Linked DNA regions of Mus musculus: all the other regions are linked to region 1. A link is a contact called in public promoter capture Hi-C data. All regions are on one chromosome and are shown on one strand. Each heading gives the region's core, a stretch centred on a gene start, on an enhancer-like site or on the middle of the called end of the contact. The rest is flanking DNA. Distances are from core to core; before and after follow the strand shown. Region 1 holds the start of Pttg1ip (pituitary tumor-transforming 1 interacting protein). Region 2 holds the start of Tmem259 (transmembrane protein 259). Region 3 holds the start of Specc1l (sperm antigen with calponin homology and coiled-coil domains 1-like). Region 4 holds the start of Arid3a (AT rich interactive domain 3A (BRIGHT-like)). Region 5 holds the start of Prss57 (protease, serine 57). Region 6 holds the start of Cdc34 (cell division cycle 34). Region 7 holds the start of Gucd1 (guanylyl cyclase domain containing 1).

What was found. Promoter capture Hi-C pulls out the DNA fragments that hold promoters and counts their contacts.
Region 2: a contact with region 1 is called in a promoter capture Hi-C map of embryonic stem cells, with 3 times the contacts expected there. The contact joins the promoter of Tmem259 here to the promoter of Pttg1ip in region 1. A contact is called at or near these places in 3 of 39 promoter capture datasets (cranial neural crest, embryonic stem cells and liver).
Region 3: a promoter capture Hi-C map of pre-B cells shows a contact between it and region 1, with 3 times the contacts expected there. The contact joins the promoter of Specc1l here to the promoter of Pttg1ip in region 1. A contact is called at or near these places in 2 of 39 promoter capture datasets (liver and pre-B cells).
Region 4: a contact with region 1 is called in a promoter capture Hi-C map of pre-B cells, with 4 times the contacts expected there. The contact joins the promoter of Arid3a here to the promoter of Pttg1ip in region 1.
Region 5: a contact with region 1 is called in a promoter capture Hi-C map of liver, with 3 times the contacts expected there. The contact joins the promoter of Prss57 here to the promoter of Pttg1ip in region 1.
Region 6: a promoter capture Hi-C map of pre-B cells shows a contact between it and region 1, with 5 times the contacts expected there. The contact joins the promoter of Cdc34 here to the promoter of Pttg1ip in region 1. A contact is called at or near these places in 3 of 39 promoter capture datasets (embryonic stem cells, liver and pre-B cells), 1 of 484 Hi-C or Micro-C datasets (B cells), 1 of 115 datasets of contacts at active chromatin or transcription factors (embryonic stem cells) and 1 of 9 other capture datasets (adipose tissue).
Region 7: a contact with region 1 is called in a promoter capture Hi-C map of liver, with 6 times the contacts expected there. The contact joins the promoter of Gucd1 here to the promoter of Pttg1ip in region 1. A contact is called at or near these places in 2 of 39 promoter capture datasets (liver and pre-B cells).

What each region holds. Positions count from the first base shown.
Region 1 is chr10:77,580,033-77,583,805 of GRCm38.p6, forward strand. Pttg1ip (pituitary tumor-transforming 1 interacting protein) reads left to right here and starts at 1,623. Exons shown (of 6, transcript NM_145925.3): 1 at 1,623-1,895. The coding sequence starts at 1,790.
Region 2 is chr10:79,982,273-79,986,045 of GRCm38.p6, forward strand. It overlaps Tmem259 (transmembrane protein 259), which reads right to left and starts at 1,988. Exons shown (of 11, transcript NM_001003949.4): 1 at 1,638-1,988. The coding sequence starts at 1,859. It overlaps Gm26243 (a small nuclear RNA gene), which reads left to right and starts at 3,234; the gene lies at 3,234-3,340.
Region 3 is chr10:75,210,076-75,213,848 of GRCm38.p6, forward strand. It overlaps Specc1l (sperm antigen with calponin homology and coiled-coil domains 1-like), which reads left to right and starts at 1,998. Exons shown (of 16, transcript NM_153406.3): 1 at 1,998-2,144.
Region 4 is chr10:79,925,466-79,929,238 of GRCm38.p6, forward strand. Arid3a (AT rich interactive domain 3A (BRIGHT-like)) reads left to right here and starts at 1,876. Exons shown (of 9, transcript NM_001288625.1): 1 at 1,876-1,935. Gm40715 (a long non-coding RNA gene) reads right to left here and starts at 1,526. Exons shown (of 2, transcript XR_001779822.2): 1 at 997-1,526; 2 at 1-124.
Region 5 is chr10:79,786,993-79,790,765 of GRCm38.p6, forward strand. It overlaps Prss57 (protease, serine 57), which reads right to left and starts at 1,993. Exons shown (of 5, transcript NM_001042710.1): 1 at 1,851-1,993; 2 at 366-519. The coding sequence starts at 1,950.
Region 6 is chr10:79,680,306-79,684,078 of GRCm38.p6, forward strand. Cdc34 (cell division cycle 34) reads left to right here and starts at 1,890. Exons shown (of 5, transcript NM_177613.2): 1 at 1,890-2,285. The coding sequence starts at 2,109.
Region 7 is chr10:75,515,668-75,519,440 of GRCm38.p6, forward strand. Gucd1 (guanylyl cyclase domain containing 1) reads right to left here and starts at 1,714. Exons shown (of 6, transcript NM_175133.2): 1 at 1,487-1,714. The coding sequence starts at 1,529. It overlaps Snrpd3 (small nuclear ribonucleoprotein D3), which reads left to right and starts at 2,375. Exons shown (of 4, transcript NM_026095.4): 1 at 2,375-2,458; 2 at 3,647-3,773. The coding sequence starts at 3,668.

The DNA.
Region 1 (3,773 bases), core at 373-2,872:
TGACCTTATAAGGTTTCCCTCACCCCCACAACCATGAATATGCAGAATATGCAGATAAAGCATCTTCCAGAACCCCTGCCCTGGCCAATCCAATGATACATGGCCACAAAACCTTGCCTTAGAGACTCTGACCACTAACTGGAGGGGGGCGTGTCCTTTGTCCCACTCATTTCCCACCCAGATCCCGCACTGCACTAACCAGGGCCCTGCTAAACTTCCCTTGCTCTGGACCAGCTCAGTGATACAAAGACCCTGAGTCCTCCCAAGCTCAGGAATTGAAATCCCACCAATCCTCATCCTGGAAATCTCCACGGGAAGCCCCACCCCCAAGAAATCCTATATAAGCTCTGCCTTTGGCTTCGTTCTCTGCTGCTTTTCACCCTAGCAGAATTAGCTGCCCTCCTGTTTTTGTTGTTGTTGTTGCTGTTGTTTGTTTGCTTTTTTTCCCTCTCCATAAATCTCTTGTGTGCCTCATGTGTCGTGTGACTTTGTGGTATTCCTTGGCTCCCAATTGCCAGGAAGCCTCTCTAGCAGAGCTGTAACATTTTCCCCGGAACAGAACTTGGCTGGGGAAAACCTGCCTGGCCGAAGTAAAGCTGTAACGCTTTCACTGGGGAAAGCCTCCCTCTGGCAAAGCAGAATTGTTACACTTTGGCTGGAGAAGTCTTCCTCTGCAGAGCAGACCTGTGACACTTTCCATGGGAACCCCCTCCTGCAGCAGAACTGTTATACTTCCTTTGGGAAAACCTTCTGCCGCAGCACCAGGAGTGGAGCTGGAACGCTTCAAGCCTTTCCCTTCAGAGTTGCAACACTTACAGTCATAACTAGCTTGTATCAAATGGACATAAAGCTGGTGGGCTCAAGCTTGTATCCTATTTTGCTTACTCCTACTGGAGTCTGGGTCTTTAATGAGTCGAGAAACTTGGGATCCAGAGTCCCGCATTGATCTTTTTGGTGTCTGGCTATCTAGGTCTCTGGTTCATGCACAATCAAGCAGGGAAGGTACCCTCTTACTCAAAGCTCCTGTGTCTTCAAGTTTGCGTCCCCAGTCACTATCAATAAGGATTTGTTTTGTTTTCTTTGAGTCAGGGTCTCATTGGTTAAGGAAGACCTTGAACTTCTGATCCTTCCAATGCTCCACCCCCAAGTGCTGAGATGATAGGTGTGTGTTATCACGACTCATTTGTGAGGTTCTGAGGATGGAACTCGGAGGCTTTGTGCATGCATTGGTTGCCAGGCAAGCAATTCTACCATCTAAGCTACACCCTCCACATTCCCTCAGTGATTTAAACGCCTTTCAGTAACAAGTTCGAGACAGCTTGGATGCTGTTTTAACGTAAATCCACAAAACCTGCCCTCTGGACACGCATACGGCTCTGGCAGAGAATTAACAGGACTGGCAGAGGTTTCCAAGGGTTGGCGGCTACAGAGCAGTTGTGTTAGGCAGAGCAGCTGAGCCTCAGAACCCGCCTCAGAGTCCAGCAGCTCCATTCCAGAGCAAGTGGCAAAGCTTCGCTGTCCACTGCCCAGCCTAGTAGTCTACTACGCACGCGCGCTGCTCTGACGCTCCGGTTATTGCTCCCTCCCCGCAGTTCCAGCAGCGCGCAGGCGTGCTAAGCCTCAGCTGCGCCCGTAGGCGGGCGGAGGTCAGGGGGCGGAGCCAGCGGCTGCGCACTCGCAAGCTCCGCCCGTCTGGCTAGCTTACGGAGGCGGAGCGCTTACTGTGGAAACATCCTAGCTCGGCGTTGGAGTTGAGTCGCCTGAGGTCCCCGCCGACGACGCACTCACCATGGCGCCTGCTAACCTTGGGCTGACGCCGCACTGGGTGATGCTCCTCGGTGCCGTGCTGCTGTTGCTTCTGTCCGGAGCCTCCGCGCAGGAACCTCCGAGAGTGGGTAAGGCCCGTGGGCCTAGGGGCCGAGGAGTAGGAGGAGGGCGGCCGGGTCGGATCCAGGGCGGAGTCCAGCCCGCGGGCTTGGCTGCCTCTGCGCTCACGCCCTCCCTTGAAGCTGGGTAAGGCAGCCAGCCTCTGCTGGAAGTTAACGTCGTGCCCTGAGGCACGAAAGACTCGGCTAGTCGGAACCGACGCCTCGGCACCTGCTTAGCATCTCGGGGACCATCTGCATTCCAGCACTGTTTTTGTTTGAGGGGAATCAGGGAGCTGACAAGTTGTGTCCAAGACTGAGGCTTGGTCAACTTTGACCTTTGTACGCTCGCTAGAGTTGATGAGGCGCTGCAAGAGAGTATTTTTGTTAGCTCAGGCTCTCTCAAGGTGTCTTTACACTCTAGCCTGTCACGGTGTGTTTTCTCTTTGTGACCTTTTGCCAGTTGTCGCGTCTCTCTGTTTAAGTTTCTTATCTGCTCCCAGGTATGCCTAGGACCGGTCTGGGACTGCCTCACTCCTGCTACCTTGGTGAGGGTGACTAAAGGAGCTGACCCTGGCCGCCCCGGGGAACTTGGGGCTAGATTCTCCAGTAAGGACTTTATGCCAGGCAGAGTGTTGGGGAGCCTGTGGAGACCCAGGACCCTTCCCAGTGTCTCAAGGGTGTCTGCTGCGATACTGGGGGGAGGGGGGGGGGCACGAACCTTCACCTGTTACCAACCACCACGTGTTAGGTGTAAGGATTCTACTCCTTGACATTCTATAGGGAGATAGCTGATGTTTAAAACGGCTAGTCTTTACAAGGAATTTGCATAAATTTACATTACCGTATCCTGTATCCCAAAACTCGCCTTTTTTTGTTGTTTGAGACTGGGTTCAGGCTGGTTTTGAACTTTTTTGTTTGTTTTTTCGAGACAGTGTGTCTCTGTGTAGCCCTGGCTGTCCTGGAACTCACTCTGTAGACCAGGCTGGCCTTGAACTCAGAGATCCGCCTGCCTCTGCCTCCCTAGTGCTGGGATTAAAGGCGTGTGCCACCACGCCCAGCTTGGTTTTGAACTTAAAGGTGTCTGCCTGCCTCTGCCTCTCAAATGCTGACCATAAAGCATTTGCCCTGCCTGGCAAAACTCACCCTTTAAATATTTTTTGTGTGCTTCACAGAACCTGTAGTAGATTATAGATCCGTAGAGTGAAATTTGCGACATTGAGGACACTTTGACAGGGCTTTTGGACCCTCTACTAATGGCGTGTGGAGTCACTGTCTCTGAGCTTCATCTTGGGAAAACAGTCCCTAAAAGGGCTGCAGTGGTGTTAGGAACACTAAGACACAGTGATGGCTGGTGCAGGTCTCCAAGTAGTGGGTCCTTACTGAACACCCCAGTTTGTAGAGGAATCTGCAGTTCCCCTCCCTCTGTCCCTGAGGAACCTGCCTTAGTGAACTGTATTATTCAATACTGCATACATGCCTTTTGGGGTGTCCTGCCCCTCCTTTTCTCAAACAGTGCAGTGTTGAGGACTACTTTGTCAAGCAAGTGTACTCCCAACATGACATTCGAGATGTCCTCTGAGTTCTGAATTCTGTCACCAGAGTGGGCACTCTTAAGCCCTTTCAAGTTCATTTCACTTGGGGGCACAGGAGATGGCAGCATGTTTCATAGGTTTACAATGAGTAAGGTTCACTTCCTTAGTTTCCACAATTATTCCTTTCCCACATGTAGGTGTGTCTTTTTGTCCTGAGGACCTGAGTCGACTCACCCGAAACGTCAAGGACCCACTCAGAAGCGAGTCACTATTTATTGCCTTTCCATTTAGTTATTAAATGAGTCTGAAAGTTCTTTAATAATGAGTAAATAGCTATTCTAAACTGAACTCTAAGCCACAGTGCCTCAGAGTC
Region 2 (3,773 bases), core at 738-3,237, 2.4 Mb after region 1:
CTCGAACTCAGAAATCCGCCTGCCTCTGCCTCCCGAGTGCTGGGATTAAAGGCGTGCGCCACCACCGCCTGGCTCTCTATTACACTCTTAACTCCCTTCCCTGAGCCATGAATAAACTCTATTCTACACTATAAAGACAAAACCAAATACCAGCCTCAGCCAGGATCTCCACGAGATCATGACCCACCCAAGGGTGCCACTTAGCACCTTTCAGGGCTCAAATCCACTTGGTGCAGGGACTTGAGCTGGTGCCACATACCTCCTTGCCCTCTGACCCCTGCCACATCCTAAGGTCTAAGGCACCATGCTGTGCCCCCCTATCCCATGGCTGCCCAGTTTCGGTCCTTGAGGCTCTGAAGCCAGCAGAGGAGATACCAAGCCCAACAGTTCTTCTCTGGGCCTCTGTAGGAGCTGACACCTAGGCTGGGGTGGGAACAGGGCGCAGGGTGGTACAAGCCTAGCAGGCCTTGGCTGTGAGGCGTCCCTTCTAGGAAGGTTGGGTGGAAGCTGGGCAGGCAGGACGGGCAGGAAACACAGCAAATGGGCTCCCAGAAACGTCAGCAGCTCCAGAAACCAGCTGCTGTGTGGCTTGTTTATCCCAGTTAAGAAAGAGGATAAGGTCTACTGTCATCCAGCCGACCCTGTCTCTGACTAGACATTGGGCACCCACCCGGAGCCCTGAGGGTGTGGAGGGCAGGAAGGAAGATGGAGCATGGGCTCATCTGCAGCCAATGAACTGGGGCCTGAGGGGATGCCCACAGCTGTCTTGAGCTCAAGCTAGATCTACCTATGAAACCCCCGAACGCTCAGTTCTGAGAAGCACCAGGAGTGAGTCCCAAACTCACCAATGCCCTCCAATATCAGCATGCCAGCCACCAAGCCATGACCCCAACACCAGAAGGCCCAGGCAGCTCCTCAGAGAGAGCCTGGTGCCATCCCTCGAGTAGCCTTTGTGACCGAGAACCGGGATCTCCCGGGAGCACATGAAGAAGACACAGCCAGGGCAGGTGCTGGCTGTAGAGGTCCCTGGCCAATCTGGCTGTGACTCTGTGGCTGACCCTAGTGAGATGACCTCACCCAAAGCCACAGAAAACCTGGCAAGAGTCTGAAAACAGTGAAGTAACAGAAAATTTGAGCAGTGACACTGGGGGGTAGGGGGCTGTCCCCAGGGGGTTGGTTCAGGGTGTGCTGGAATGGGACTGACTAGTAGAGACTGGACTGAGAGAATCAGGGTAGAATAGAAATGACAGGCGGGACAGGGCCTCCAGCACAGGAGGTGGTCTACAGTGGAAAGTCAGGAATGGAATGGAAATGACCATATTGTTCTCAGTGGAGGTGCAGGACAGGATGGGAGTGACAGGTGGGAAGGTGGACCTCGAGTCCAAAATCCTACTCCAAGAGGACACTGGGCTCTGGTCTTGAGTGGAAAAATTTGGGGCCTAGGCTCCCAAGTGGCAGACTGAGGCCAAAGGGCAGGAGGCGGGGCCTGAGAGCTGAGGAAGTGAGGACCAGAGATAGCATCTGTAAGAGTGGTATCAGGGTATCCAGGCGTCAGGAGCCAAGTGGTAAAGTTGCCGGGGGTGGGCGAGCGGATGACAGCTGGGGTCAGGGGTCAGAGGTCAGGGGTCAGAGGTCACCTTGAGCAGAACGAAGAATTCAAAGAGGCGGCGGAAAGCAGGTGGGAAGAGGCGTGAGTAGGTGACGGCCATCTTGAAGAAGAGAGCGTGGAAGAGCCGGTCGCGCACGTTGATGAGCGGGTTGGGGTTGAGATTGGGGCCGCGAGGGCCGCGCACGGGCGCCGCGCCACCACCCCCGCCGCCGTTGGGCCCGGGCCCTGGGGCTGCCGCGTGCTCCGACATCACCGCCCCGCGTCACCCCGGCGGCCGCCGGCTGACCCCCGCCGCGTCCCGGCCGCCGGATCCCCCCCGCCGCCCCCGGCCGCCGCCGCCGCCTGCCCCTTTGCTCGCGTCCGTCCGGCCCGCGACGCCGGCGAGAGCGCCGGGCCAGAGCGCCGCCCGTGCGCGGGGCACGCTGGGATCGCCGCGGCCGCCCGAGGAGGCCGGGCTTCAGGGCCGAAAGGCGGGCACCACGAGTAGTGGGCGGAGCCTGACTTTACACATTTCATGCGGGTCGCCTCAGCGCTAAAGGGCAGAGTACCATGGAGTTCAGTTTATTTTCCTAGTGCTCCTTCAAGCTTTGTCCGGTCTCGTTTGCAGTGAGCTTGCAATTTGCAGGGGCTACACGGAGTGCATTAAAGAGCAGCCCCGTTTGTTTGCATATATTCACTCCCACATACTGTGGCACGGCCTGGGGTGGAGTCGTGTGTCACGATTCATTTGCATTGAGCTTTATCTTTATATATGTGAGTACACTGTCGCTGTCTTCAGTCTCACCAGAAGAGGGCATCAGATACACCAGAAAGGAGTTGTGAGCCACCATAACGGAGGCTGGAACTTCAACTCAAGATCTCTGGAAGAGGCGTCAGTGCTCTTAGCCATGTCTTTAGCCCAGAGCTCTATCTTAAGCATTGAGCGGCAGTGTCGGGTGTAATTCGTTTGGTTTGTGGAGGGATCCAGGTTAGCGGTGGGCGATCTGTGGGGCGTGGTCTCAGAAACAAGCTAAAACATTTGCATCCACCTGCGGGCGGGGCGACGTTGCCCGTCGTATTTGTATATGGTTTCCTATTGGCGGAGAATTAGAGGGGGCGGAGACGCACTTAGTAAGGCCTATTTACATAGGGCTTCACTCTGGCCACAGCCTCACTTAGGGGCGGGGTCTGCTGAGGACTCATTACCCACCCTGCCCTGGGAGGCAGGGCTTCCTAACTGCTCATTAGCATAATGTTTTCATTGGCGGCCGCAGCGCTGAAGGGCGAAATTCCATGGATAGTTTACTAGCAGACAGTTTCACCATCGCACCAGTATCACGGATTCCGCGCTGATCCGGCTACCACTGAGGGGCGGAGCCTCGTAGTGCCTGTCTAATTTGCATATGACTTCCCAGAAGGCTTCGCTGGCACAAGCTTCTCCCAGACAGCTATATTAATTAGTTAAATGTGAGCTTTCACGCGGATAGATAATTATTCTGAGCGGTGTTATGAGTGGTAGCCTTTCTTTTTGACATGTGAAAACGTTACTTTATCCAAACAAAAACAAAAAAAAATCATAATTACTGTATGTGAAAAGTAATTTGCTTCTCTGCCTTTAAATACCTGAGGCAAAAAACCGTCGCTTGTGCTCGCTTCGGCAGCACATATACTAAAATTGGAACGATACAGAGAAGATTAGCATGGCCCCTGCGCAAGGATGACACGCAAATTCGTGAAGCGTTCCATATTTTGTTTCATCTCAAAATAACGCAATTGACCCTTTGAAGTCTCCTTTTCTACTATAGCTGCCACATTCCCGTACAATTTGCCTGAACAAGGGCATTTATTGACCGGTTACTGCGCACTCGAAGGAAGCTGTCTGTTTTTAGGACGCAGCAGAGCTGTCTCTGTATGCACCGTGCCCTAACGTTGTGCGCCTTCTATATACCTCCAGCTTGAAGGAAGGACTAGGAGCATCTGTATGATGGAACAAGATGAGAATTTCTGCATCCGGACTGGGCGGCCAGGAAAAGGGCGGGGCGCTTTACCGGCTGAGCGAAGGGAACCCCTCCCTCCTAGCTTTCAGATACCCCAGAGTCACCGTCTGCTGTTACCCAGAGCACCTTGCAACACAGTAGGCACCTAATAAATGTACCAGTCTTGAAACTATTATGGAATACACTTG
Region 3 (3,773 bases), core at 748-3,247, 2.4 Mb before region 1:
GTGTAGCCCTGGCTGTCCTGGAACTCACTTGGTAGACCAGGCTGGCCTCGAACTCAGAAATCCGCCTTCCTCTGCCTCCCAAGTGCTGGGATTAAAGGTGTGAGCCACTACCACCTGGCATGACATACCTTTTTGAACCTCAACTTTGGCCTCAAAAAATTACCACCTGGGTGGTATTTGGATTGAAATGGTTGAGTTGATTTTGAACTACAAATACCTAAACAGATGGAGAATTAATACCCACTTATTTATATTTGCTACGCAATGGAAGTCCAGGGTTCTGGATAACGTGGTAAGGCCTGTTTAAGTGCTAATCCTATTTGACCTCCATAAAAATTTATAACAGCATATGTTTTGTAGTGGGTAAACCAGAAAGCAAAGGGACTATTATGTAATGCATCCAAGGTTCAAAGCCAGGTTTTGTTTTTGTTTTTTTTTTTTTGGCTCAATGTACTAATGTATTGTGGCTCTGCTGGTTAAGAAGGAAGAATTAAAGATCAAGAGGTACAGTGTGATGCCATCTGTGTATTGAGGTAGTAAAATAGTGCATATCGTAATTTAAATATTTGCTTCTGTTCATAAATGATGTCAAGGGATATTGATATTGAGGAGTGGAAACTATGTGAGGAATTGTAGGGTACTGAATATGTTGAAATGGTGATTTTTGAATTTTGAGGCATGTAAATTTTCTTAGAAATGCATTCAGAGATATTTATTTATTTATTTAGGGGGGGGCTGGAGAGATGGTTAGGAGCACTGGCTTCTTCCAGAGCTCCTGAGTTCAGCTCCCAGCAACCTGTGTACACATGGTGGTTCACAACCATGTATAATGAGATCTGACATCCTCTTCTGGTGTGTCTGAAGACAACAACGGTGTACTCATATACATAAATATCCATATACAAAATCTTTAAATTTATTTATTTATTTATTTATTTATCTATTTGCTAATTTATTTGAGACAGGGTCTCACCATGTGGCAATGGCTGGCCTGGAATTGGCTATATAGACCACGTTGGCCTGGTACTCACAGAGATGATCCATCTTTGCCTCCTGAGTGCTGATATTAAAAGCATGTTCCACTATGCCCAGTGAATCAGAGATTAAATTCTTAAAAAGAAAACATCAAAGAATAATGTTCCGGCTAGGTCTTGTCAGTTTGATCTAAGTTACCATTATCTGGGAAGAGGAACTTCAGTTGAGAAAATGTCTTTGTTAGATTGCCTATATACAAATCTATAGGGCATTTTCTTGGTTAATGATTGATGTGGGAGAGGCCAGGCTCACCAGGATGTGGTGTGACCCCCTAGGGGATCCTGGATGATATAAGAAAGCAGGCTGAGCAAGGCATGAGGAGCAAACCAACAATCTGTGTTTCTCCAAAGCTTCTCTGCTTCAGTTCCTGCCTTCAGGTTCCTTTGAGTTCCTGCCCTGACTTCTCTCAGTGATGGTGTGTGACCTGGGAGTTGTAAGCCAAATAAACCCTTTCCTCCCCAGGTTGCTTTTGGTCATGGTGCTTTTATTATAGTAATAGAGCCATTTACAAATTTAAAAAGTAAAATAAAAACTACACAGGAATTACATAAGCTTATAGAACTCTTTAACTTTATAATGCTAGTGATCTTGTTCCCTTTAATGGGTGGAGTAGGGACCGGTGTTGCTCATGTGCTGGGAACATAATGGGTGCCTGGCATGTGCATTTTTCTCAACTGTCGGGTTCAGCACACTGTAAACATACATTTCAACCAGAGCGGACCTATTTGCCTTGGAGGAAAAACGAGAGACTAGGAGCACTTCCAGCACAAAAGACTGCAGTTATCTAGTTGCACCGCCGACTAGCACAGCGCGTGCGCGGTCCAGAACTCAGCGCGAAGAGGAGGTGTGACAGCTGGCGCCTGCGCAGTAGCAGCCCAGGGAGGCGCCGATCACGGCACATGCGCGGGGAGTAGAAGGGGGCGGCACCGGTGGATAAGGGGCGGGCGGAGGGCGGGAGCCGCAAGGGAGACAGGGCGGGCCGAGGGAGCGGCGCCGTGGGGTTGGCTGTTGCCCTGAGGCCGGACTCAACGGACCGGGCCGCGCCACCGGGCGAGCTCGCCGCCCGGCCCCAGCCCGGAGCCAGCGAGTGAGCGAGGCGGTGCCGCGCGGTAAGAGCCGGGGCAGGGTCTTCTCCGCTTGTGCCGCGGGCACGTTCGTCTCCTCAGCGCCGCCCGCGCGGCCAGGCCCGGGCGGCCCCGCAGACCCTGGCGGCCCCGCGCCTGCGCTGTCCCCCCTCGTCACCCCCCCCATCCCCAGCCATCCCGCGCCTGCGCCGTCTCCTGCCCGGGCGGACCTCACAGCTTGCCCCGCAGATCCCCCGGGAACCCAGGCTGGCGTGGTACCCAGCTGGCTGGGGGTCTCATCCCTGCGGAGAGGCTGGGTGCGACCCTGGTGCTTGTGTTCCCTGTGGTGTCGGGAGAGACCGGGCATTCATCCTAGTTCCTTGCCCTGGGCTGGGACAGGTTGCCTCCCCATCTGGTGCATTGAGGGTGGGGAGCAGGAGCGGAGGTCCCCCGAAGGCTGCGCCCTGCAGTGTTAGGACCTGGCTGTTGGAAGCTGGCAGTGTTCTTTATTCTTGAGACTTGGCTAATTATGTCAGATTGGATGTGGATGTTTCTGTGTGTTGTTGAAGAAATGCTGCATTTTCATTAGAGGCGTGTGTGTGTGTGTGTGCATTTTCATTAGAGGCTTGTGTGTGTGTGTGTGTGTGTGTGTGTGTGTGTGTGTGTGTGAGAGAGAGAGAGAGAGAGATAGAGAGAGAGAGAGATAGATAGATGGTGGCGATACCCCAGAGAACACTAGAAAAGAAATCGGTTTCTGGTGGGCTTAGCCGCCTAAAACCAAACAAAAATTTCTGTGATCATTCAAATGCAGGCATCCTTGATTTTTTGTTTTGTTTTGTTTTGGGTTTTTTTGTTGTTTGTTTTTTGTTTTGTTTTTGTTTTTGTTTTCACTCTCTTGAAGATCAGTCCTAAAGTGCGGCGGGGTGAGGGGGCACCCTTTGACTGTCATGACAGAGAATCGTAAAGTTTGGCCTACACCTGTAATCCCGAGGCCAAGGCTGGATGAGCTCCAACTGGGCTGCAGAGTAAGGCCTTGTCTCAAACTACAAACAAAAACAAAACAAAAAACAAATCGCGGAGCCCAGGAAGGCTTCTTGTCATTCAGGAAGCTAAATCTTGAGGTGAAATCAGCTGTGGACTACAGGCAACAACAGTTCTATCTAAAGGTTTGGAATGAGGCACCAGCGTTGTTGCATAGGCATTAAAGGCACCGTTCGGTTGGTCCTCTTTCAATATGTCAGGAATGGAAAGAGTTTGAAAAGCAATACGCCTGTGCTGAATTCTGTACAGACTCTTTTTTTTTTTTTTCTCTTGTCCTTTCCTTGTACTGGGATAATATAAGCAATTGACGATGGAAGTGTACTTGAGGGTTGAGTCGTATATGGATAACTTCACTCTCCCATCTTTGGTATTAAGGGCATGGAATATGGCTAGATAAGTGTTTTATAGCTAAGCTATATCTACTCCCCAGCTTGATAAAAATTGAAGTAATGTCTCAAAATATCCAACCAATATAGAAGGGGATATGGAGAAAAAAGTATGTTGGTCTCGTTACATTTTCTTTCCTATTGAGAAAGAGCTGATGCCCCCTTCCCTTTTTCCCCCTTTTAAAAATGTCTCATTTTCCCTTTGGATCTAGTGTACACCAAATAGTGTCCTAACCTTTTGAAATTT
Region 4 (3,773 bases), core at 626-3,125, 2.3 Mb after region 1:
CTTACCCTGGGCGCAGTTCCGCTGGCGCCCGGCAGGCGGCGCGCACACCCTGCGGCGCGAGTCGGATGCCTTTCAAGTTGCCAGAATTGTATCTTGTGAATTAGGAGACCTGTCATAAGGAGACCTGTCATTATGTCATTATGCTTGCCACCTGGACCCTTGGCTAAATATATCCCTGCCATAAAAAAGGGACCAGCAGATTTAGGCTTTTGTCTTTGAAGATTCTATCAAAAAATACTAAGAACAGTATTTTAGGGGTCAGCAACAAGGTTCAGAAGGTAAAGGCACTTGCTGACAAGCTTGGCGTCCTGAGAATCTTGGCATCCCAGAATACACATAAAGGTGGAAGGAGAAAGCCGACTCCACTAAGTTTTCCTAGGACCTCTATGCGTGAGCTGCTGAAGCCCTTCTGGTCTCGGTCTCTTTCTCTCTCTCTCTCTCTCTCTCTCTCTCTCTCTCTCTCTCACACACACACAGACACGAGAGAGAGAGAGAGAGAGAGAGAGAGAGAATGGGAATGTATGTTGCTTTCATTATCTTGGCAGAATGTTTTGGGGGGTTGCCCAAGTTTACAGGGGACACACAAGATGATTAGAGGGAGAAAGATCTGCTAGTAGCCCGTTTGATGCTGGAGAAGAATGCTGGTGTGCAGGCCCAGCTCCACCCCGGGGCCACACCCCAACACATCAAGGTGTCTAAAGTTTGAAGGCGCAGTTCGCTGCCACCTGCAACTTTCTTAGCCTTGCAGGCTAAGGTTCCAAGCAACTGCTGCAGTCTCAGATTCTAGGGAGGATTCCGGGAACTTGGATTGGCCGGAGCCACCCCATCTCTCCAGACACTCACACAAGTGGCTTTCAAGGGGCAGACTGCTCAAGATCCCCACAACAGTCTAACAAGGGACCTGAGCACCACCTATGGGGAACTAGTCGAGGTCGGGGGTTGCCCTGAGCACTGGCGTTACCCACTAGAATCGTCTCAACTTCTAGCTGAGCTCACATCATGCCTCGGTTTCCCAGCCTGCAAAATGGGACCTCAGAATCCAGTACTCTCCCGAGACGAACTGGGTAGACCGAGGCAGGGGCTTCACTGAGTTGGTTAAAGGATGGCCCTCCTTTCCCTCGCTCCTAGGTACGGTCGTCACGGTTCCTCGCATTTCCTCGAACGCGCGCGCAGCCCAACCCGGTGCTTTTGCGCACGCAGCGCCCTCACACCCCAGCGTCCCAGCCCCCGCAGATCTAGCCTAGCCGGGGGTTTTTAAGCCCATTTCAGAGACGTGGAGCCTCAGGCCCGGAAGGTTAGGGTAGCATAGTGGGCGGAGGTTCCAGCTCCAAGCTTGGCTTATCCATCTTGCGTTCCGGGTGAAACCAGGAAACGGCCGGGGGCCCAGGTGACTTTCCGCTCAGAGGTGGGGCGAGGAACCCTTTTTAACTCTTCGGGATTCCCGCGATGGGGCTCTCGCAGCCCCGCCCTCCCGCTCGCGGCCTCTGCGCCGTGGGCTGCGGCGTGCACTTTGCGCACGGTCCCTAAGATGGGGGCGGAGCGTCCCTCAGTCCGGTTCCCCCTTCCTTTTATTATTTATTATCATTTAAAGGGGCCGCGACCTGAAGTTTTCCGTCCACTCTGTGGCGGCTCTCCGGCTCCCCTCCACCTCCTCCCACCGTGGACGTCCTCAGATTGAGTTGGAGAAGGGGGACCCCGGTGTGGTGTCCTGGGAAAGCTTGGAAAGGGGGACCCTGGAGAGACACCCACCACCTCCTCCTGCGTCCCCGGGGCTGCTGAATCACCGGCGAGGTATTTGCATCTGAGAGCAATTTGTCACACGGCGATTCGTCTGCTGGGTGGGGGAGGGGCGGGGCGGGGGGCCCGGTCGCGCGCGGAGACCTCGTCCCTATCCGATCCAGACGGATGGAGATGTAGACGCGGCCTGGAGACTCGGTGAGGCGGGTGACCCCGAAGCCAGGAGCGTGCACTGGGCACCAGGGGGAGGCCAAGGGGGAGAGAGGCCACCGGAGGCCACCAGCAGGCTGGACTCTGGGCTGGGCTCCGGGCACCGGGGCATGCGCCCCCCGGGCCACCCCGGGCGGTAAGGCCTTTTGCAGCGCGGCTCTAGCGATCTCTCCTAAAGGTGGCAGCGTAGGGCACCCTGGAAACCGACAATTGCGGGGTCTCCAAAGTTAGGCAAAGACGCGCGCGTAGAGGGGTGCAGGGCTGAGTATGCGACTTGACGGATCAGAGTTGGGGTGGCTGTTGCGGTTGTAGATCTTGGAGACCTTCATCCGGTACACGAGTGCGCGGGGGTCGCGAGTGCGCGCTGTCCCCTGGCGGAAGGAAACGGACCCGGGGTGTGTGTGTCTGTGTATGTGCGCGCGCGCAGAGGACTGGGGGCTGCGCTCTGGGAACATGGTTTTGCTTTTTCTTATTAATTAAAAAAGATGTTTGGAGATAGGATCTTACTGTGTAGTACGGGCTGACTTAGAACTCGAGTTAAAGCTCAGACTAGCCTGAAACTCGAGGCCATCCCCCTGCCGCAGCTTTCCTTCCCAAGTGCTTGGGAAAATCCCAGGCCGGGCGCGCCACCACGCCCCGGTACCTACAGTTCTTTTTCTCTTCCAAACCTGTGTCCAGCGGGGTCCGCCCATCTCCCCCCCCCCATTTCGTTCCCTAGCTCCAGTGTACTACTGGGACTGGGGTCTCCACTTGCCCCGCGGGGTGCGCCCATCCAGATCCCTCCGGTAGGGTCCCCTGCCCCCCCCCCCCCGACACAAAAGAGGGAGCAGGAAGCGCGGAGTGCGCGCGTGTGTGTCAACTCGCAGCGGGTTTGTCAAATATCTTCCGTTTTTTACGACTTGGGCAGCAGGGTCACCCCCCCTCCCCAGCTCGCTCTTTCCAAGAAGCCTTTGAAATACCGACTCCACTGGGGGGGTTGTTTGTTTGTTTTTTTGTTGTTGTTTTACATTTGTCCTCTGACTGGGGTGTGTTTTTGCACACGTCTCCTGGGGGGGCACAGTGCCTTCTTTCCCAGCCCCCTCCCCAGCTCCTGCCCTTCCCCCTCCACCTCCCTTGGAGGAGAGAGGGGCCCCTTTCGCCACCCTCGGGCCCTGGCCTTGCACAACTCCAAATAACCGTGTTTTGCAAGGCCTGGCCGAGCTAGTGACCTCTCTCTCTCTCTCTCTCTCTCTCTCTCTCTCTCTCTCTCTCTCTCTCTCTCTCTCTCTTCCCTCTCTCCCTCTCCCCCTCCCTCTCTCCCTCCCTCCCTCCCTCCTTCCCTCCCTCTCTCTCTCTCTCTCTCTCTCTCTCTCTCTCTCTCTCTCTCTCTCTCTCTCTCTCTCTGACCTGAGGCTTGGAGGTGGTGGGGGGACTAGGGTGTGGCTCTGGGTCTCTTCCCCACTGCAGCCAGATCCCCCTTCCACAAACACCAGCTACCAGTTCCTAGTAGATCTTTCTGAGAATGCCATAAATTGAGGGTGGGGGCCAAGGACAAAGGGCTGGGGGAGGGGTCTATAAGGATGGGCAACGTTGGCTCAGGGTACCGGTACCTCTAGAGGGTGGGGGATGTCCAGGCCTGACCTAGGGGCAGCTTTGGGGTTTCCATCTGTGTCCCTCCAGGGCTACCAGCCCCACCAGTGGAGGCCTACCCTGTTCCCCTCCCCCACCCTCCACCAGGAAGGGTCATTAAACCAAACAGACCTGGGTGGGGGGACGGGAGGCTGGGAGAGGGGCTTCCTCTAGCTTTTTCCTCATGCCTTCCCCCACCCCACCCTCAAAGAGGGGGC
Region 5 (3,773 bases), core at 743-3,242, 2.2 Mb after region 1:
GGGCTCCATCCCTGAGCCACACTCCAGTTAAGACCTCTACTATTTAACTACTATCCTATAACTGTCTGTCTGTCTGCCTATGGAGACATGGTTCCAGACTGTAGCTAACACTGAGCTTCATTTTTCCATCCCCCTGAGCCAGCCTCTGGGTAGCTGGAGTCCCCGGACTGTGCTGCTCTCCCCACAGTTAATGTGAGTCCAAACAGTAGCACATGTCGCTTGTGTCGAAGATGATCATAGTTATTATGTTTGATTGTTATCACCAGAAGTGCCCGGGCGTGGGGGTAGAGAGTTGGTCCTGTCTGTGTCACATCCTGGCTTCCTGATGGCCTTAAGTTTATCCCTCAGTGGCCCCAGCATGTCACCTGTCACTGAAGCAATGGGCAGCTGACACCACCCAATGGGTATGAATCAGGAAGCCTCCACAGTAGTGATGGCCCTCGAAGCTCACAGAGGCCATATAGGGCCGGGAATGTGGCGTTACCTCATGGCCTCCAACAATGTAGGACCCACAGCAACCTGGAAGAGGTGGGGCAATGTGAGAGACAAGGACAGGACAGGTAAATCAAGGGCAATGGAGCACAGCCCTGGCAGGGAGTAGGGGTGGAGGCTGGGCTGAGAGGAAGGGGCAAACCTAGAGGGAGGCATCCAGGAAGCAAAGGCAGGAGGATCTCTGTGGGTTCAGAGTCAGCCTGGTCTACATGGAGAGTTACAGGCCAGCCAGGGCTACATGATGAGACCTCGCCTAAGAGTGAGTGTGTGTGTGTGTGTGAGAGAGAGAGAGACAGACAGACAGACAGACAGAGACAGAGACAGAGACAGAGACAGAGACAGAGACAGAGACAGAGACAGAGACAGAGATGAGACAGACAGACAAAGCCAGTCCCAGGCACCCTCAGCACCACATAAGCATGGTGTAGCAGTGCAGGCCTGCTGTTTCAGAACTCTGGAAGTGGAGGCAGGAGGATCAGGAATTCAAGGTGATTCCCTTTTCAGCTGCCCAGCTATTTCAAGGTGCCTGGACCACGAGAAACCCACTTTACTTAAGAGAAATAGAGGGGACCAAGTGGTGGGGCACACCTTTAATCCCAGTGCTTGGGAGGCAAAGGCAGGCAGATTTCTGAGTTCGAGACCAGCCTGGTCTACAAAGTGAGTTCCAGTACAGCCAGGGCTACACAGAGAAACCCTGTCTTGAAAGCAAACAGATAGACAGACATGGATGGATGGATGGATGGATGGATGGATAGATAGATAGATAGATAGATAATTAAAGACTGAGGCTAGGAGACCTTTTGGGCCTGTGATAGGTTCAGCAGGCAAAGGCACATGCTACCAAGCTTGACAATCTGAGTTTAATCCCAGGAACCCCTATGGTAGAAGGACAGAATCGACCCCTGCAAGTTTTCCACTGGTTGTGACAAGCACTATCTACATGTACTCTCTCAAAATAAATAAATGTAATTTTTAAAAAATAGGAGGCTTGGAGAAATGGCTCGTTATTTAAAACCCCTGGCTGGTCTTACTGAGGACTTAGATTCTAATGCCAGCATCTACATGATTGTTGGAACCGACTGTAAATTCCAGGGGATCTGATGCCACCTTCTGGTTCCTCCAGGTACTGCAGGCATGCAAACATACAGGCAAAACACTAATACACACAAAAATAAAAACAAAACAAAACAAAAGCTAGGAAGCCCAGTCTCCACGATCTTGTACCTGAGGTGGCTGAAGTCCCTACTGGCTGCCCCACCCCCACCCCATAGCCTCCTGCCTGAGCAAGAGTACACGTGCATCCTGTGTGGGAGCCTGGTCACCTTGGGTAGGGTCTAATGGCCATTTGGAGTTCTCACCAGGGAGCCACATGAGCTGGGTCAGGGCAGCTGCTGTAGTCAGCACCAGACAGTGCCAGCCTCCTCTTGTCCCAGGCACCATAGCTGTAGAGGATGGCATCTTTCTGGTGAGGTCTGCAGGTGCAGGAGGCACCCAACGGTTCAGTCCAGAAAGTTGTTCCGGGTCTGTGGTCTGTGGTCAGAAGGTGGAGCAGGCACTTCTGGAAATCAGGGGAGGCCACGTTACTGTTTCTTGTCTCCAACTGTGCTGCTCATGAAAACCCAGAAGTTTAGAAACAAGATTGGTTTGTGAGCTCAAACTCCCCTTGTACCTTCCTACTAGATTATCTGGCCACTGAACGCATTCAGACCTTCTCAGGGGACAGTCATCCTGGAAGCACCAACTCTGCTTATCTGTCTGTCCCCAGCCAGGTAGCCCAGGAGCAAGCACCTTGACCCTTGACCTCAGTTTCCCCATCATGAACCTGAGGTCAGTGAGGACCATAAAGCTAGTTCTTTGGGGAGGGCTCTGAGTTGGGCTGACTTTATTGCTTTTACTGAGGTCCTACTGTATACCATACTTCCTTGGAAGAACTGGGGACATAGCAGAGAGTGACCCTAAGGTCTGGAGTCCAGAGACCACCCATCAGGATATGTGCTGGGCTTGGGTTTCCTCGTGGTGGGGACCTTTGGGAGAGAAAGTTCAGTTATCTGGCCTCTAATTCAATACGCTCTTGAACTAGCTATCCAGCTGAGAATAGCCCTGAACGCCTGCCTGCCTCTCCCTCCTCTATCCTCCAAGTGCTAAGGCCACAGGTGTTGTCTACCATGGACCCACGTAAGGTGGGAACATAAGCTTCCCCTAGGTTGTGAGATGGAGCCCAGAGCACACACTGGCTGGGCTTGTACTGGTCCATGCTTGTTAGCAGATGCTGCAGCTTTAATTAAGTCTGCTACAGGCTATGCCCTAGTTGGCCTGTAGGACCCACCCCAGGGCTGATGCAAATGGTAGGTACCTAAGAGCAGAGAGGGGCTTGGGTGAACTCAGGGTGCACAGTGGTCCCAGACAGCTCAGGAAGGGGAGAGGGCTCAGGGTCAGCAAGGGCATCCTGCAGGAGAAGGCACTGTTGTCTTAGCAACAACCTCCCAAAAGGGTCACTCCATCCCCCACTGAGGATGCAGGGGGAAGCTCTGCACCATTGGCCTTTGAGGGAGCCAGGGCTCAGGAAGGTAGTAGTGACCAGACACAGAGCAGGAGGGGAAGGAGGGAGAGACCCCAGAGAGCCAGGGCCAGAGGAACATAAGAGAGTAACAGAAACAGGTGAAGGTGGAATGAGACAGAGAGGGAGGGGAAGACAAAGACAGAGATAAGGACAGAAAGAAAGCCAAGCCTGAAGAGGATGCATACCTTTAACTCCAGCTCTCTGGAGACACTGGCAGATGGGTCTCTGAGATTAAAGCCAGCCTGTTTTACAGAGTGAGTCCTTGCCAAACAAAAAGCAAGCAAGCAAGCAAACAAACAAACAGAAAGCAGGTCTGGGGAGAAGGCTTAGCAGTTTAGAGCACTGGCTACTCTTCCAAAGGACCTGGGTTTGGTTGATAGCACTCACATAGTGGCAGTGGATCTGTCCCCACTTCTGGCTCCTGTGGGTACTGCATGCATGTGGTATATACACACAGAAAAACACTCAGAAAATAACAAATAAAATAAATGAGAGGGAGACAGAAACAGAGATGAAGACAGCGATATAAAGAGAAATCAGCGGGGATGACGACAGAGAGTGGGAAGGTGTGTGATGCAGGGTGGGCGCGTGCCTTTAGTCCTAGCTCTAAGGCAGAGGCAGGCAGATCTCTGTGAGTTCAAGGCCAATCAGGTCTATAGAGTGAGTTCCAGGACAGCCAGGGCTACACAGAGAAACTGTGTCTCAGGGGGGAAAAAAATCG
Region 6 (3,773 bases), core at 640-3,139, 2.1 Mb after region 1:
CACATATGAGCAGAGGCAGACAGGACTATGAATTTAACTATACACCCTGGACTATACAGCAAGTTCCAGAGCATCCAAGTGTACATGATAAAACCTGTCTCAACTGGAAGCACATTTCTCAGCATCTTCTATCTCCTGGAAGGTCTCAGTTTTCCAGAATGTCATAGTTTTCAGAGTCTTATGGGAAGAAATGGTCCCACAATCCCTGCCCAGACCTCCTAGCCCTGTTCCTAGGATGTGCCCACGACTAAGGCTTATCATGAACCATTCCCTGCAGCTTGGGGTGGGAGCAGCCAGAATGTTCTGACTGGATGTCCCCTTGCTGTGAGGAGACCTGGATTATCCTCATCAGATGACCAAGGTCTGTGACTGGGGACTTGGATCATGACATCCATGTCCTAACATGTCAAGGTAGATGACCCCAGTCACCAGAAGCCAGGCCAACACCCTTCCCAGATGCTCAATACCCAGCATTCACGATATCTTTGAAGCCCAGGTGCAGGCTCGCCTGGGAGTAGGGAGAAGTATGTTCCACCTGAAGGGAGGGGCACCCTGTCCGTTTATACATCAAGGGCTTCCTAAGTGCAGGCTGTGGGAGTGGTCATCTCAGACACACAGGAAAACCTGAGCTACTTGCTATGTGCTGACAACTAGGTGACAGTGTAAGATGGGCAGTGTGACATGCACAACAGGGGCAGATACTTCTGGAAGTCCTTGGAAAAGAGCGTGACCAGAAAGACTTCTAGCCCAAGAGTCTAGGGCTCCCAGGGGGAGGACAGCCAAGGTAGTGCCACACATGAAGTGGCATTGGACCCTGGGCTCTTCCCTGGTCATATCAACCAGCCCCACCTTTGACACCGTTTCCCTGTCCCCAAACAGGTCTACCTGCTATCCCCGACATGACAGGATGTCGGAGCACCTGTGGTGGGAGCTGCCCTTTCCCAGCCCCAAGTGTTGATGCAGCTGTAGTCCTCCAGAACGCCCACAGTCAGGGTGAGTGGCCAGTACAGCCTAGGGACAGAACCACCCACCCCTAAAGGTCACGGGTACACCACACACACACCCTGCTGCAAAGCTTAAATATGCTGCCACCACCAATACTAATGACCAAATGTCCAAGAAAGGAGTTATGGGTGTCTGTGCTGAACAACCTCAAGGTCTTTGCGTGTCTGTTCCGGATCCTGTAAACTTTTGGGTTATGCCTCACCACTGCTTTCTGGTCGATTTAAGCAAGACTAGGGTGTGGTCAAAGGTCAGTCTGAAGGGGTTCAGACTCCACCTCCTGGAAGCCACGTCTGCAAACCCCAAGTCGTTGATTCCCTGCGCTTCTACCTGAGCCCATAGAGACCAAATGGGGCCATCTAACGCTTCATGCTGGGAAACAGGGGCGGATCCTGCTCCGCTCCCGCACAAGCCACGCCCAATTCCCCACCCACAACCACGCCCCCTGAACGTCACAAAAAAAGGCCCCCAAAGCCGCAGCTGCCACTCCGCAGCGCGCAGCCCGGCCCTGCCGGCCACCCCGCACACAGGCATCCGCGGAGCTCTTCCGGCCGGAGGCGACGGCGGCCTCCGGAGCTTCGGAAACGCAAGGCGCCTGCGCGGCAGGGCGGGGGACGACGACTACACTTCCCGGTGTGCCCCGCGGGCGGGCGCGCAGACACATTCCGGACCCGGTGGAGGCGTCGCACAGGCGCATTCTAGACCCGGCAGTGGCGCGCAGGTGCATTTCCGGCCCGGCAGCAGCGGCGCGCAGCCGCACTCTAGGCCCGGGTGTGGCACGCAAGCGCTTTCGGGGCCCGAAGGAGGCACGCAGGCGCATTCGGGGTCGGGAGCCGGTGCGCAGGCGCATTCGAGGCCCGGCGGCTGCGGCGCGCAGGCGCGTTAGGCGCGGGCCGGGCCGGGCCGAAGCGAGCGCCGGGCGGGCAGCGGCGCCAGAGCGAGTGGAGCCTTCGGGGTCCCCGGGTGGCGGCGGCGGCGGCGGTGCAGAGGAGGAAGGCGGCGGCTCTCCCCCTGCCGGCGCGCGACCCGGTCCGTCTCGCGAGCTCGCGCCGGTCCCGCGGCCCGGCCCGGCCCCGGGCCCCTCCGTCGCCGCCGCCGCCACCGCCATGGCCCGGCCGCTGGTGCCAAGCTCGCAGAAGGCGCTGCTGCTGGAACTGAAGGGGCTGCAGGAGGAGCCGGTGGAGGGCTTCCGGGTGACGCTGGTGGACGAGGGTGACCTGTACAACTGGGAGGTGGCCATCTTCGGGCCCCCCAACACCTACTATGAGGGCGGCTACTTCAAGGTGAGCAGAGCCTCAGTTTCCTCTTTGTGCCTGCCTCTCTCCCAGGCTCCTCGTGCAAAGCGGCTCCTCCCTTTTTTGTTGGGCACGTGCTGACCTTACCCCGGGGACTGGTCTCCCTAAGCTGTCCTCCAACAGGCTACAGGATCAGGGACTGCTAATGTATGCCGCATGCCCAGGCAACTCCCCACCACGAGACGCAGGGGCCTCTAGAGCCTGCTGCTGGTCAGCGTGTTCCCAGGTTGTCCTACACTGGACTAAACTTGTACCTGGGAAAGGATCTTTCCCTGTTGTCCCCACCCTTCCATAATGCTTCTGGTAAAGGGTCTCTCCGGGGACAGTTGTTTTCCTTCTTGTCCCGTCCCCCTCTCAACCCCCCCCCTCCGGTTAGTTCCCCCTACCCCAAGACACAGAAGCCTCTGGAGCCCCCTGCTGGCAAGCATTTTCCCAGGTTGTTCCTCACCCTACCAGCATGTGGTAAAACCTGGAAAGGTTCTTAGGTTGTCCCAAGACATAAAGGACCACGGGCAGCTGCTAGCTGGTATCCCAAGGCCCTGCCCCCTACGCTGGAACACAGAACCAGGGCAGCCGCTGGCCGATGTGTCCCCAGAGAAGGGACGTGTAGCCTGGACAGCCACCTGCTCCAGTTCCAGTAGAGGCCCTGATAGGGCCTTGGCAGCCTTGCCTGCTTGGACAACAGCCACCTTTAGCCCTAGCCAGGCTTTATGTAATGCATTCCAAGGGGGCAGTGGGGGGTCCACCCTGAATCTTGGAGCCACACCCTGGGTTCCTTCTTTGGGCCCTGGACCCTAGAGCTCTGTGTTTGCCCCACCCTGACAGCCTTTCTCAGGTTCCACTGAACAGGTGGCTTCTTAGGGGCCTGATTTTTCCTTCTAGATAGTGTCGTCTGCCCTCTGGTGGCTTCACGCTCAATGCACCAGATGTTCTTGTGGTTGGGAGCAGGGAACACTGGGAAGCCTCCAACACTGGAAATGTGTGGCCAGCTATAGGTACCCCCATCAGCACAGTTAGATCATCCTGCTTACTGGGGGCTAGAATAACTAGCAGAATCACAGAATCTCATGCTAGGGCCAAAAGGGACAAGATGAGGACCGGGTGGATGCACAAATCCCAGCCAATCTAGGGTCCCTAGTGTAGGGCCATGGTAGATATTTGTTTGTGTGTCTTCTTCCTTGCCTCCCACCTGGATGTGGTCTGAATTAAGAAATATCTGGATGCTCTTAGCACCTTGTCTCCTGTATTTGCTGGGAGGGGCAGTGGGAACTGCCAGGAGGACAAGTTCTGTTCAGAGCAGGGTCACCTGACCTGTTCCTCATCTGTAAAGGGATTGTGGGTAGAGTCTCCTAGACTCACATAATTCTTGAGATAGCTTAGGATGCTCGGCAAGATGTCAATCAAGTCTGTCAGCGTGGGAGCCTCCTGTATGGTGTGGGTGGCTGAGACATGGGGAGACTCTGTAAGGGGGCAACT
Region 7 (3,773 bases), core at 464-2,963, 2.1 Mb before region 1:
TTTTTGAAAGCTCTGTCTACCCTTTGAAATATCTGCTTGTCACTACAAGTGCCCATCAGTTCTAGGCCTCCAGATCACAACCCTCTGTTGGAGGCTGCCTCCTTACTCTGTGGCCTGAGCTCTGCTTCTAATTAGTTGAACTATGCCCTCTAAACTGTGGTATAGGACAGTTGCTCCTCAGGGTCCTAAGAGACTCCGGTGTCTCTCCTCTTTCACTGAACCTTAGAAGCCCTACATCCTGAGGCCTCACAAGGCAAACATCCCTGCTTAACTATCCTGATCTTGCTTAGCACAGGGAAGATGCTTTCTGGGGCGAGGTGATAAGGGTAGAAGCAGCCTTGGTGTTTGTCCTGATAACAGCTTTGGCATTCAGAGCCCAAAACTGCTTTGGATATTGATGCCTTAAGCCAAGACAGTCCTCTACCTGAAACCTAGGGTCTGCTTTGGAGAAAGCCCTGACCTAGCTTCAGCTGTCTGGTTGCCACAAGAGAAAGCAGACAGACAGCTCTTCCTGGTTCTTTAACCCTCTCAGCCTGTCTGCTCACCTCAAAAGGTACTGAAAGCAGCGGTCACCTACTTCACTGGGATTTATGAAGATTAATTCTATGCTATCTATAAACACCTTAACACTGCATCTACCTCTTAGTCACCCTACACAAGTGAGCCATTATCTGCTGAGGCTAAGATAGGGGCAATGATCTAGTCAAAGTTCACAGCGGTGGCTAACTGGAGAAGTAAATATGTAATCCCAGTACAGGTCCAAGCTCAGCTCCTCCAGGTTACAACCAGAAGGAACCACTCCCTGAACGTGATGCCAACTGACACTAAAGGGTTTGGGTCCCATAACCTTTGACCCCTCCCCTGAGATGGCACCTCAACTGTTTACAGTTTATTAATATCAACTCTTGTGTGTTAAGCTCCACCATAACTTCCCGCTGTCCCCACTTCGTGAGTAAGCAAAGGGGCTCGGGTTTCCTCAGGGCAGAGGGAACCAGTAAGCGAGTAACCAAAACAGTACCAAGACAAAAAGCGCTGAGAAAAAGATGTTCCCTTTGCTGGGTGCTCCCAGGCCATTCTTTTCCCCCTCTTTCCCGCCCCTTTGCTGAGAGCTCTCAAGCCATTCTTTCCCCCTCTTTCTCGGCCTCAGGCTTTCCACAGTTCCCCGGGGAATAGGATCACCCAACGTGCTTCAAGCAGGGCTATTCGATTCTGGACAAGGTTGTGCCTTTTTGCCCCTTGGACTTTTCCACTTGACGGCTCTCAGCACTCCCTGGGCTTCAAGCCCCAGGAGACTCAGGAACGACCCTAAGTGGAGGACAGGAGATGAGAAGGAATATCCACCTAGCTAGGACCCACTAGAAGCTCCAGGCTGGGCTGAGGCCGCAGACGACCCAAGGTCGCGCGCGGCCAGACCCTGCCCGGCTCTAGGGCGGAGTCCCCCTCCGTTCCCCCGGTTGAAGGCAAGGCCCTGAAGAGAGGCACTGACCGGGCTCGAGCGGCTGCCCCGCTGCCTCTGCCTCCGTCCTCATGACCCGGATGGCGCAGGGCGCCCATGGCCCCGGCCTGGAGCTGATTGCAGCGGCGACTTCTGCTGGGCAGCGAGCGCGGCCAGTGAGCGCAGAGTTCCTCCTCCTCCGCCTCCGCCGCCGCCGCCGCCACCGCGGTTCAGAGCCGGGTAGGCGGTGGCTAGGCCGCCTCAAGCCACGCCTAATCCCTTCCAGGTCTGGGCGCTGGAAACCCGCCCCTTCCATAAGCCACGCCTCTTCCCTTCCACCCCCACTTCTCCTTCCAGAACCCGCTACCCGTAGGTCCTTCCCTGAAACGCTCCGGGGGCCCCTCCCCCTCCCCGAGCCCCGCCCCTCCCCGAGCCCCGCCCCCAAAGCCCTTCCCCTAGCGACGTGGGCTCCCCACGCTCTCCCTCCGCTAGGTCTGTTCTTCTGCAGCCTCAGATGGAAGCTCTGGTTCTCCGCAGTGCCTTATCGAGACTCCAGGGAACACTTTCCCGACTCCTTTTAGGTCTTCTTACCCAGACAAGGAATAATGAGAGTTCCCAGGGCTCAGTGCGTCCCTTACCTGCCGGTGGCCGGATCCAAAGCTTAAATCTCTAGTCCAAGCCTCACTTCCTGTCTCCCCAGAGCACTGGGCTCAAGCCCAGATCCCGCCCAATCCGCCACTACAGTACTCAGGGTTACCATGTTCCCTTGTTGGGCTCCAGGATTGGTGTTTCCGGCGGTCCCCCGGGCCCTCTCCGGTGCCGGAACTATTGTGCTAGAGCCCTGGTTTCCCCAGCCGGCTAAGTGAGAGTGAAGGGCAAGTAGGCTTAAAGGAAAGGGAGGGGCCTGCGCAAGGCATTCTGGGAGCGCGTGGTATTCGTGAGAGTCGGGCCGGTCGTTCTCTCGCCTTCGCCTTCTAACGTTTGTGCCAGAACCGGAAAAAAAATAAAGCCTGCAGTTAATTGGTGAGGAGAGGCGGCTAACGGGAGAGAGGAGGCCAGGGCTTCCCCAGGGGGTTTAGGAGCTGGAAGGGCCGCTGCGGAGGAGCTCAGCGGGGCTTGCTTAGCGGAGGGCGGGAAGCCAGGGCCTATCCAAAGCTCATCTCCCGAACCCTTGAACAGTTATTAATTTACGCCTAGTCTGCACGTTCGGTGCCTTCTCAGGTCACCGATTTCCGAAGCTTACGGGCAGTCATTTCTTGCTAATTACCTCCTTTCCTTTTGGATCATCATTTACAACGTCCCTTTCATCCCTGCCTCCACTCCCATTCCTGCAGTGGCCCTCTTTTCCACGCTGCTGCAGAAGTTTAATCAAGTTGCCGTGCTATATGTTCGATCCACTTTGTAGATGCTACTCTTTTTTTTTTGAACCTTTGGCTATCATCCTGCAGTGTTTCCCTACCATTTTCAGCATGGAAACCCACACTCCTAAAGTTGAAAGCCGTGGTTCCTCACCGAGAGAGAGAGACTGTGTTTAGCATCCTTACAGTCTTCTCATGCAAATAAATGGTGTGCTCCGGTTTTGAGTCGTTTCCAATCTCAGCATTTTAAAAGCCCTGTGCATAGTCTTTGTCTTGTAGTGAGACTTAAAGTCGAGCGTTTACCCTATTTCTCTGCTTGATGAACATTTCCTATTTATAGCACCGTAGCCTTGACAGTTTTGGTCTGCTTTTTGGTGGGGATTCAAAACGCTGGATTGAAAAGCGCAAGCTCTTTTTCCTAGCTTCCTTGGGGCTCAGGTCTATATGTACTATTAGGTTCTGTAGCCTTTATCCAAATGTGGTGGCTGACTACTTGGGATATTTCTGGTGTGACTGAAAGACTGAGTTTGCTTTTATTTGCATTTTATTTAACTCCATGTAAACAGTGATTTGTTTACACTCCGGGTCTATATCATAGCCCTTTTAGTGACTATAAAGGGTCATATGGCTGGGATGAGAATGGGGGTAGTACTCTTTGTTCCCATTACTTTTCATTGTCCAGCTTACCATCCTTCCCTACCCTACGTGTTGCGCTAATTTGCTGTGGTGGTTCCTTGAGGCCAAGAGCCACACTCCTTCCACAGGAAACGCAGCTCTTGACATCATTTACAAAGCCCATGGCGTGCCAGTCCTTAAGCTCTGAAAGATGACCATCGTCTCTCTTTCCCTGTAGCCCGGGAAGAGTCCTGCCAAGATGTCTATTGGTGTGCCGATTAAAGTCTTGCACGAGGCTGAAGGCCACATAGTGACGTGTGAGACCAACACCGGGGAAGTATACCGAGGGAAGCTCATTGAAGCAG